Regions from separate parts of the Mus musculus genome. Here region 2 is linked to region 1. The links are chromatin contacts, called in public Hi-C maps. All regions are on one chromosome and are shown on one strand. The core of a region is the stretch at or near the end of the contact, and the rest is flanking DNA. Distances in the headings are between cores, read along the strand shown.

The links. A called contact is a pair of places that touch in the nucleus more often than the background predicts.
Region 2: a contact with region 1 is called in a Hi-C map of cumulus cells, with 6 times the contacts expected there. The contact joins two enhancer-like sites. A contact is called at or near these places in 1 of 39 promoter capture datasets (hippocampal neurons), 1 of 15 datasets of contacts at CTCF or cohesin (the NIH/3T3 cell line), 47 of 484 Hi-C or Micro-C datasets (the C2C12 cell line, the HL-1 cell line, adipose-derived mesenchymal stem cells and 29 more), 4 of 115 datasets of contacts at active chromatin or transcription factors (astrocytes, embryonic stem cells, fibro-adipogenic progenitors and 1 more) and 1 of 9 other capture datasets (embryonic stem cells).

Annotation. Positions count from the first base shown.
Region 1 is chr4:105,939,924-105,944,417 of GRCm38.p6, reverse strand. No RefSeq gene overlaps it. Among named protein-coding and RNA genes, the nearest start is that of Gm29922, 96 kb to the right of the region's middle. Within about 2 kb of position 2,402, at least 12 of the 459 cell types and tissues checked have an H3K27ac peak or open chromatin away from gene starts, as enhancers often do.
Region 2 is chr4:106,222,789-106,227,282 of GRCm38.p6, reverse strand. No RefSeq gene overlaps it. Among named protein-coding and RNA genes, the nearest start is that of Gm12724, 12 kb to the left of the region's middle. Within about 2 kb of position 2,617, at least 19 of the 459 cell types and tissues checked have an H3K27ac peak or open chromatin away from gene starts, as enhancers often do.

The DNA.
Region 1 (4,494 bases), core at 1,153-3,652:
TTCATTTGATTTTGCCTCTGTTTGTTTGAGTGCTTAGTTTACGACTTGGCAGAGAGCTTTATCGTACACACTCTGCTAACCGGTTTATCCGAACTGATATTGAGCATGCACAGAATTGACATTGGATTTGCTGCTTCAGACCACACAGACGAGGGCAGAAACTCTTTCTGTAAACATCAGAGTCAAGGTACAGTAGCAGACATGGCAGCGAGATGCAGTGGACCTCATGGAGTTCCAGGGACAGCAGGGTTGATAGACACTGTCTGGGTTGAGTCCGTGTAAATGACACTCCTGACATGGCAGGGTGCCTGGCTGGAGTTTGGAGTCCACAGTCAGGCTGATATGAATTCGGTTTCTTCCTGGCTAATTCACTACGTGGTTTGTCCTCTCTGAACCTCTGTGTTGTGGTTAGAATGTGAAATGCCACCCTTCACAGGTTCCTATGTCTGAACTCTTGTTCCCCATCCAGTGCCATTGTTTTGGGAGACCATAAAACATTTTGGATATGGGGCCTAGCTAGCTGGGGCAGAACTTTTTGGTTTAACCCTGGTTTTTGTTTCTCCAACAAAGCCACACTCCCCATGGGCCAAGCATTCACACACACAAGTCTATGGGGGTCATCACTATTCAAACCACTATATCCCTGACCCCCATGGGCTTGTAGCCATAACTTGATGCAGAATGCATTAGTCCAACATCAAAAGTCCCTCCAGTTTATCGCAGTCTCAACACTGTTTAAAAGTCCAAAATTCAAAGTCTTTTCTGAGATTCTTGCAATCTCTTAACTGTAATCCCCTATAAAACCAAGATATAAAAAGCAGATCATATACCTCCAACATAACATAGCACAGGATATACATTACCATTCCAAAATATAGGATTGACAGGATTCTTCAGCAGGTATCCCTTGGCTCTGGCATCTCTAGCACCTTGGGATCTCCAAGGCCATCCTGGCTTCACACTCACTGTTTCACACCCAGGCTTCTCTGGGCCTCCATGCAGGGACACACCTGACCTGTGCCTGGCCACAGCGACTTTCCTTAGCCATGGAGGGAGATTCCATACCCCCTTTCTTTCTCGGCTTCCATTTATAAAAGAAGACAATGATGATTACCTTGTGGGGGAGATGCAAAGACTCAAAGAAATGGTAGGAAAGATTTAGCTTTGAGAAAGCTCTAGTTCCCCCCCTCCTTTTCTGTGAGCTAACATTTGGGAAAGCCAGATGGACCCATTTATGTTGGTGAGAGTGCCCGTGCTGGAGTTACACTGTGTCCCAACTATTCATTCCTACTCCAGTCCGACCCTAAGACTTGTGCAAGGCACCCTTTCTTCACAGATTTTAGAGTAGTGAGTTACAATCCTAGTCCTTTCTAGTTCCGGCCACCCCTGCTCTCTCCTTTGGGGCTCCCCACCAGTGTGTACCTGATGTGTTTGCTTCTCTGACCTGCCGTCATTAGCTTCACCTCTGATGCCATTCACCCAGGGTCTGCTCTGCAGCTCCTAGGCTCTGTGCTGTCCATGCGCACAAATGGCAGAGGTACCATCTCAGAGACTGGGTCTTGCCCTTCTGAAGTTACTGCTTTATCTGCCTGGTGCAATGAAGCTCTCTGAGTTCATGAACTTCAATTCTCTTCTTAGGTCTCCAGCTCCTGACAGACGTCTTAGTTGTGTGAATCTGGGCACGATACTTAAGCTCAGGTAACCCCAGTTTCCTCACCTGTACTACAGGATAATTAAACTCACCCACGGCCCCCAGTGCAGAGGACTCATTGGCTAAAGGCCATGTAAGCTCTGCCTGATAAATAAGAAGTGTCTGATGTCTATTAGCTATTAGGAATATTATTTCAAGTGAACAAATGAGTGAGTACAGGCATCAATAAAAGATATTCTCCTGCTATTGAGGGGTTGACTCTGACAGGAAATGTCCTGGTATAATGTAGCCAATCCATTCCTTACAATGTATAATAATAAGGAAGGAAATATTCATTTAAAATCAATCAGACTATTAAAATAAGAAAATTTCAAGAAGTTTGAAATTGATTTCTGCCTGTCTCTCTGTCTCTCTGTCTATCTCTCTCTCTCTCTCTCTCTGTCTTTGTGTGTGTGTGTAAAACAAAGAGAAAAAGAGATAGAAAATATCCATACTACTTAAGCCAGAAGGATCCATGGATACAAAACCTGTCCTAACCTGTCAGTTTCCTAGTTACCAAATCATGAAGTTAGGCCAGTTTACATGATGGACGCTTGATCCCAGCAGTAAGATGCTCTCTGTGGTGTTTTCCCCACTCTGCTAGTGCTCTTAGGCTGGCCTTTCCTTTGTGAGGGGAAAGAATCTCTACACAGGACATGAACAAGTCTTTGCTAGCCAAATGCCAGATAGATCCTTTGTCTCTACTAAAAAACGTCTCTGTAATTCTACAAGCCTCCTGTAGGGGGCGGTGCTGCCTCCAGTTGTGAAGCTCGCAACCTCCTGTAGTTTCAACAGAAAAGGACTCAAAATGCCAAAAACAGCCCCCAAACCAGATTTCTTCACTGGTGATTTTCGTTAATGTTTTATCTTCCAATGTTTTCCCCCCCGCCTTGTATTTTAGCGTACTCTCAATTTGATTGCATCAACCCTTTGCTAAAAGAAACCCATGCTTTGCACCTGAAGGTTACATGTGAATTTTGGAACCTGTAAGCCATTATCTTGTTTGAGACCCACAGGGAAAAGTTTTCCCAATTATCTCATGGGCAGAAACCCAGGCGCTTCAGTGCTGTTGAAATCCAGAATTCGGAGTGAGAAGTCAACACAGCCCGTTTCCTCCACCTGGGTTGGTTTCCTGAGAGTCTTTAGTCCAGACAGGCCAACTCAGTAATTTTCAGAACTTAGAAACAAACGTCTGTGCCCCCCTTTCCTCAGCTGCATTTATCTGGGATTTTCATGGAAATGAAAGGTGTGATGCGTGACCCCATCTCGGCAACCGGGTTCAGCGATGAAAAACTTCTCGCAGATTCTCTTAGGGTAGAGCGCAGAAGGAGCTGGGTGGCATTTGGTTCTCCTCTGCCGGTGGAAAGAGCACGCAAGACCTTGCAGGAGAGGGCTCTGTATCAAGAGATAGAAGCTTTCTGCCTTCACGGCTTTGGTTAGTGTGTTTTCTTTGAGGGCTTTCCCTGTCTTGGGGGAGAAGCTCACTCCCAGAGGGCGCATCTCATCCAGCCATTGAGGACGAATCTCCAGACACTACTGAGGGAGTTCCTGCTCTTTTCTTCTTAATAAATTACTTACTTTGGAGTAAGGGTCTCACGGTGCAGCCCAGACTGGCCATGAAGTTGTGATCTTCCTGCCTCAGGAGGCAGTTGTCGTCATGACCAACTTAACCCTTTGCCTTTTTATAACAGCATACTAAAAATACGGTTTCCTTAACCTCATTCTGGGACCCCTTGTGCCCAGTGAGCCATGGTGGAGGAGTGGAAGTTTTGTGTTTGTTCTCTGTTGTGCAATACCTCGTCCTTCCTTTCTTCTTCACATCTGGCCTTGAATCGCCTCCGGAAAGGCTTCCTTCCGATTGACCGTTTGTTCGTACTATGGAGTGACCAAGAAGTAACTCTCTAATCTCAATGGTTTAGCAACAAGGCTGTTCTGCTACAGGCGCAATTATTAGCCTAACACAACTGTGAGCAAAGCAAATGCTTGAGCTCACCTCTCCTCCAGCCTCCTGTTCCTACCCACCTGCTTCTGAAAGAACCCTCAAGTATGCAGGCTTTTTGAGCTTCTTTCTCAAATGTAGTTTGAGTCTGGAGTCTACATCTTCTGCTAGCACCACTATTAAGAGGCAAGCTACCCAGGGATTATGTTTTTTTTTTTTTTCTGGAACTTACCCCATGGTCATCTTGAATATGAAGAAGGTGAGGCTGAGTGAAGGAAAGTGGGACTGATGGGACCTGTGTTTGGGGCTGTTGTTGTGATCAAATGAGATCATTGACACAAAGCAGTCAGCACATAGAAAGTGCTCAATTAACATCAGTCTCAGCATTCTTTTTCCCAGAAATATTATATTATATTATACAAATTACAGAATATATTATATATTATATGTATTATTATATATTCTATTTGTATAATATGATATATGAGATGATATGTCTGACATCTGATTATATGACATATATGACATGTGTGATGTTTGATATAATATTTATATTTTATATAACACATTATAATTTATATGATGTAACATATCACAAAGTGTGAAGGATGGTGACTCGGACTGGAGAAAGGCATTTAGGCACTTACTGGTCTCTGCAGGTTGGATTGCAGCTAAGATGAAATGTCACCTTTCTGAGCTTCCCAGAGTGCAGGAAGGGAGCCTTGTTTTCCAGTCTTGGTTTCTTTGACTAAGCCCTGCTCTTCTTCCCTGAGTTTCTCCTTAGAGTGGCAGAGCAGGCCTGCGTGACCCCCAGCAGCCCCGCAGCTCTGCCAGGATGGAATCCAAGTTAACACGAGAAGAGGGA
Region 2 (4,494 bases), core at 1,368-3,867, 280 kb before region 1:
AGCAGCAGCCTCACTGGTCAAACTTATTGGCATCAGATTTGAGTATGAATTCTTTCTTTTTCTTTTCCTAATATTGGTTTTTCCTTGGGCAAGATAGAAAATTCCTTAAGCCTCAGTCTTCCTATCTGAGGAGTGGGGTTTAAAATGTTTGCCTCGTACAATATCTATGGGGCTGGCTGAAATAAGCTTACCAAGCTACAGCCTGAAGTCTGTCAGGGCTCCATCAATTTATTTATGATGTTTATTACAACGTCACTCTGGTTATCTGGCCCACAGAGGTTTTCACGTACAATAACATCCAGGAATCCTGGCCAGAGAAGACCACAGCACAAGTCACTGTACCCGGTAACAGCCAAGCAAGCTTGCATTTGCTAAAGAGCCTCACGCAAACTGCACTTGTTTCCAGCTCTGCCGTGGCTCCGCCAACGAGGCTCTTTAAATGGAAGATGCTAAAGGGAGTTTGCATGGCCCTGTGTCCCCTTCTCTACTAATGAATGACACTGAGGAGAATTTAGAAGGTTTGTCTCAATCTGGCAGATCACTCACTGGGGCTAGCAAGCAGTGACAGGTGAATGTCAGTATGTATGTTATCCATTTTCCCATCTCTGTATCCCCAGTCAGCCCCCAACTCTTTCTGCAGTTGTAATTGTAATTGTCAGGGTTCTCTGGAGGAATGGAACAAGTAGGATGAAAAAAAACGCGAATTCGTGAAGTCAGTTTTAAAATAATAGCACCAGCAGACATATGCTACAGAGCTGAAAATGCAGTCCGTGAGGCTCGTGCCTCAGCAGTTGGAGTAGCCCCACAGAGGCTGCTCAGACTAAAAGGCTGGGTACCTCAGGGGTCCCTAATCTGGTTCTGGAAACGCAAAAGGTTTCTGGAGAACCGCTGGTCCCTTGTCTGTAGTAAGAGCTTGCAGACTCGGGTTCTGAGAAGACAAAAGAATCATCTCCAACAACAGGCAAATTTACTCAGCGCAGGAGGGGAGGCCAAGGAGCAAAAGGTGGGCCGCTCTTCCTTCTGCCACGCCCCTTTACCCAGGATGCTCCGGGAAGATGCACACACTGGAGCGGGTTTTCCCATCATTCAAGGCAATCTGGATTTTGGCTTCCTACTCAAGGTGATTCTAATGTAGAAGGCGACATTAAAACCAACCATAATAAAAAATTCAAACTACTACCCTATTGAGTGCTTTACATGGGTTGTATATTAATTCTCTTAACCCAGAGACTTTTGGTCATCTGTGTTTTACTGATGAGAAACTTGGCACAGAGGGGGCGAGTTATGAGCCTCGCAGCACACAGCTGCTAGTTGGGGCTAGTCTCTTTTCTAGCGTTCATAGCCTAGTCTAGACGCGTTCTGAGTAGAGTTTGTCCTACCTTAGGCATTTTTAAATCCTCAGGACCAAAGGGACTTCTGACGGTGTCTGCTGTGTTGTTGAACTGTTAGGCATAGACTTAATTGGGAAGTTTGAAAATGCCGCTCTTGCCTGGTATCAGCCTCAGCTCTGTCTTCTGGCCTGAGCCTATGCTGTCTCTGTCTCCTGGCCAGCAGGTAAAGACCCTTCATTCTTCCCCCAGCTGCAGCCCTTATGCCTCATTCTGCTATTGGGCACCAGGGGGTGCTGTTGGCTAGACTAAGAAGTAGCGATTCTCCTAGCTTAGGTTTGATGTTTTTGTTTTGTTTTCAAAATTTTCATGTGTGTTTCTTCCTAAGAACTCGGTGGAGGGCTGTGGAGAGGGACAGTGACCTGAGGCTTGAGCTAGACGTCCCTGGATCTTTGCGTGTTAATCAATGCTGTTGAAGCGGGAAGGCCAATCTTTGGAGAGTCTGAACTTCCTCTTCTTTTGGGGTGTGTGTGTGTGTGTGTGTGTGTGTGTGTACGCGCGCGATGTATGTATTTGTGTGTGCAAGTGGCGTGCTTGTACTCACATGTGGAGGCTCTAGGAGGACATTAGATGTCTGACCTTATGTTTTCTCACTGTGTTCAGAGAAGGTTGCTCACAGTACCTGGAGCTAGGCTGTGAGCCATGAACCCCAGAGAGCCTCTGGTCTCCACCCCACATAGTACTTGGGCTCTAGCTACAGTTTTTAAAAAACATGGATGGTGAGGATTTAAACTTGAGCCCTCCTGCTTATGCTCAGCACTTTCTGTCTAATCACCTTTCATCAGCATTTTGTCCTTGTTCTGGAGGGAGGTGTTCAAAAGCAATCATAAAAGGCAAGGTGTGCTAGCTAGAATAACGGGTTCCCAGGAACCCCCTACTTAGTACTTGGGATGTGAGAATATGAGATCTTAAGGATCTGGCCTATCCCAGCAGAGCTATAAGCAACCACAAAGGTCTTTACCAGCTGGATGAGGGAGGGAGGTTAGGTGAAGGGATGGGAGCATGGAGGCAGGAGGGAGGCAGGGGGCAACAGGCAGGGTCCCAGTAGCATGTGAAGATGTTGTACTCCTGGCTGGCAGGATAGAGGCCATGGATGACGGAAAGAAGATCCAGGCTTCAGAAAGAGGGAAACTGATTTCTTCCTAGCATTTTCAGAGACGCTAATGCCTTGAGTCAGCCTAGGAAAGTTAATTTTGGACTTAGGGCCTCTTGAGTAGTGAGATCATACATTCATAATTTTAGATGCTTTACCACTGAATGTACAGTGATTTGTTCTAGCAGCCATGGGCAACTGACACACGAGGAGAATCTGAAACTGCATCTGCCTCTGGTAGCCATCTGGTTTACCTTAGGGCCATCCCCATGAATACCCTCATTGTCAAGTGTGATGTTTGAATATGCTTGGCCTGGGAAGTGGCACTATTAGGTGTGACCTTGTTGGAGTAGGTGTGTCACTGTGGGTATGGGCTTTAAGGCCCTCATTCTAGCTGCCTGGAAGCCAGTCTTCTCCTAGCTGCCTTCAGAACAAGAGGTGGAACTCTCAGCTTCTCCAGCCCCAGGCCTGCCTGGATGCTGCCTTGCTCCCACCTTGATGATAATGGACTGAACCTCTGAACCTGTAAGCCAGCCCTGATTAAATGTTGTCCTTTATAAGAGTTGCCTTGGTCATGGTGTCTGTTCACAGCAGTAAAACCCTAAGACACCATGCTACGTTCGTACACTGGGATGGCCCAAGGAGTTCTAAGGAAAATCAGTGGGAAAAAGATTCTCCCTACCTGGTAAAAAAAGGAAAACACGAAATGGGAGCTTCTCTCTCTACCTTGATTCTCCCCCAAACAGTCCCCTCAAATTTACTCTAGACCTGCTCTTGGAAAACGTGATCTCTAGAGGTGCAGTGGGTCGTGGGACTACAAGTCCAGACATCATACTTTCAACCATCCTTATGACTTGAAAGCACTCATAGGTCAGCCCAATATGGCTCTTAACACTAATGTCTCACTTCACCTTCTAAAACATGTTCCTAGTTACACAGTTTCCTCCACAGAACCACATTAAAACAACAACTATTTACTGAATGCTCCAGGGTCCAGGCTGAGCATGAAGACAGGAATTAAGCAACCCTGCCCTGGAGGCTTCATGCTCTGTGCTAATTGGGTCTTCGTGGGTTGTAAGTGCCAGAAACCCATTTTTTTTTCAGTGATGCTGTAAGAGTTGATACAGGAAACAAATTTAAGGTCCTGAGCATGGTTCTTAGTAAATGCTATTCGGTTGCAATCATCAGGGGACATGCAAATGTAAGGATTTCACATGGTTTTCATCCTCACAAAGAACCTGAAACTAACAAGACCACAATGACTACATTCTGCTTAAACATTAGCAAGAAGAGCCCCAGATTAGGAATTATTCTCTTGGTAGCACCAACAATCCTTGGCAGGGTGGTGACAAGACCTTGGGAAGGTTTCCCATATCTGCTGTGGCCCCGTCTTTACTGGGACACAGATTGTGGGATGACAGAAAGGTAAGATCTCTTGGAGATCCTCTAACTCGGCTTTAGGCTTTGCTTTCTTCACGGTCCTGAGGATATTTGTCTGTGGAGCTGTGTTGTGCCTTTATCCTGAGATGGTGTTCTGACTTGTCCGCCATGTCTGCATAGCTTCCTGATGGTATCTTTTCATCAGCAATATGTGTGGTATGCTCTTGCTATATACTTCATCTTGGCATTCTCTCATGTAGCCAATAAGGAAACTGAATTTCTTTGCATAGAACTAACTGAATGCCACACATTGAACCAGATACATTAAATGGGATAGTGTTTTTTTCTTATTTGCAGACTAGTTCCCAAGTTCAAAGATTGTGCTAGATATTTTAGCCCCAATTTCTTTTAATTTTTTACATTAATTAGTTAATTAGTCTCTCTCTCTCTCTCTCTCTCTCTCTCTCTCTCTCTCTCTCTCTCTCTCTGTGTGTGTGTGTGTGTGTGTGTGTGTGTGTGTGTGTGTATGCACATACTGTGGCACAGAAATAAAGGTCAAAGGACCCCTTATGGGAATTAGTTCTTTCCTTCCACATGTGGGTTTTGGGATGGAACTCAAGGTACAGGCCTGGC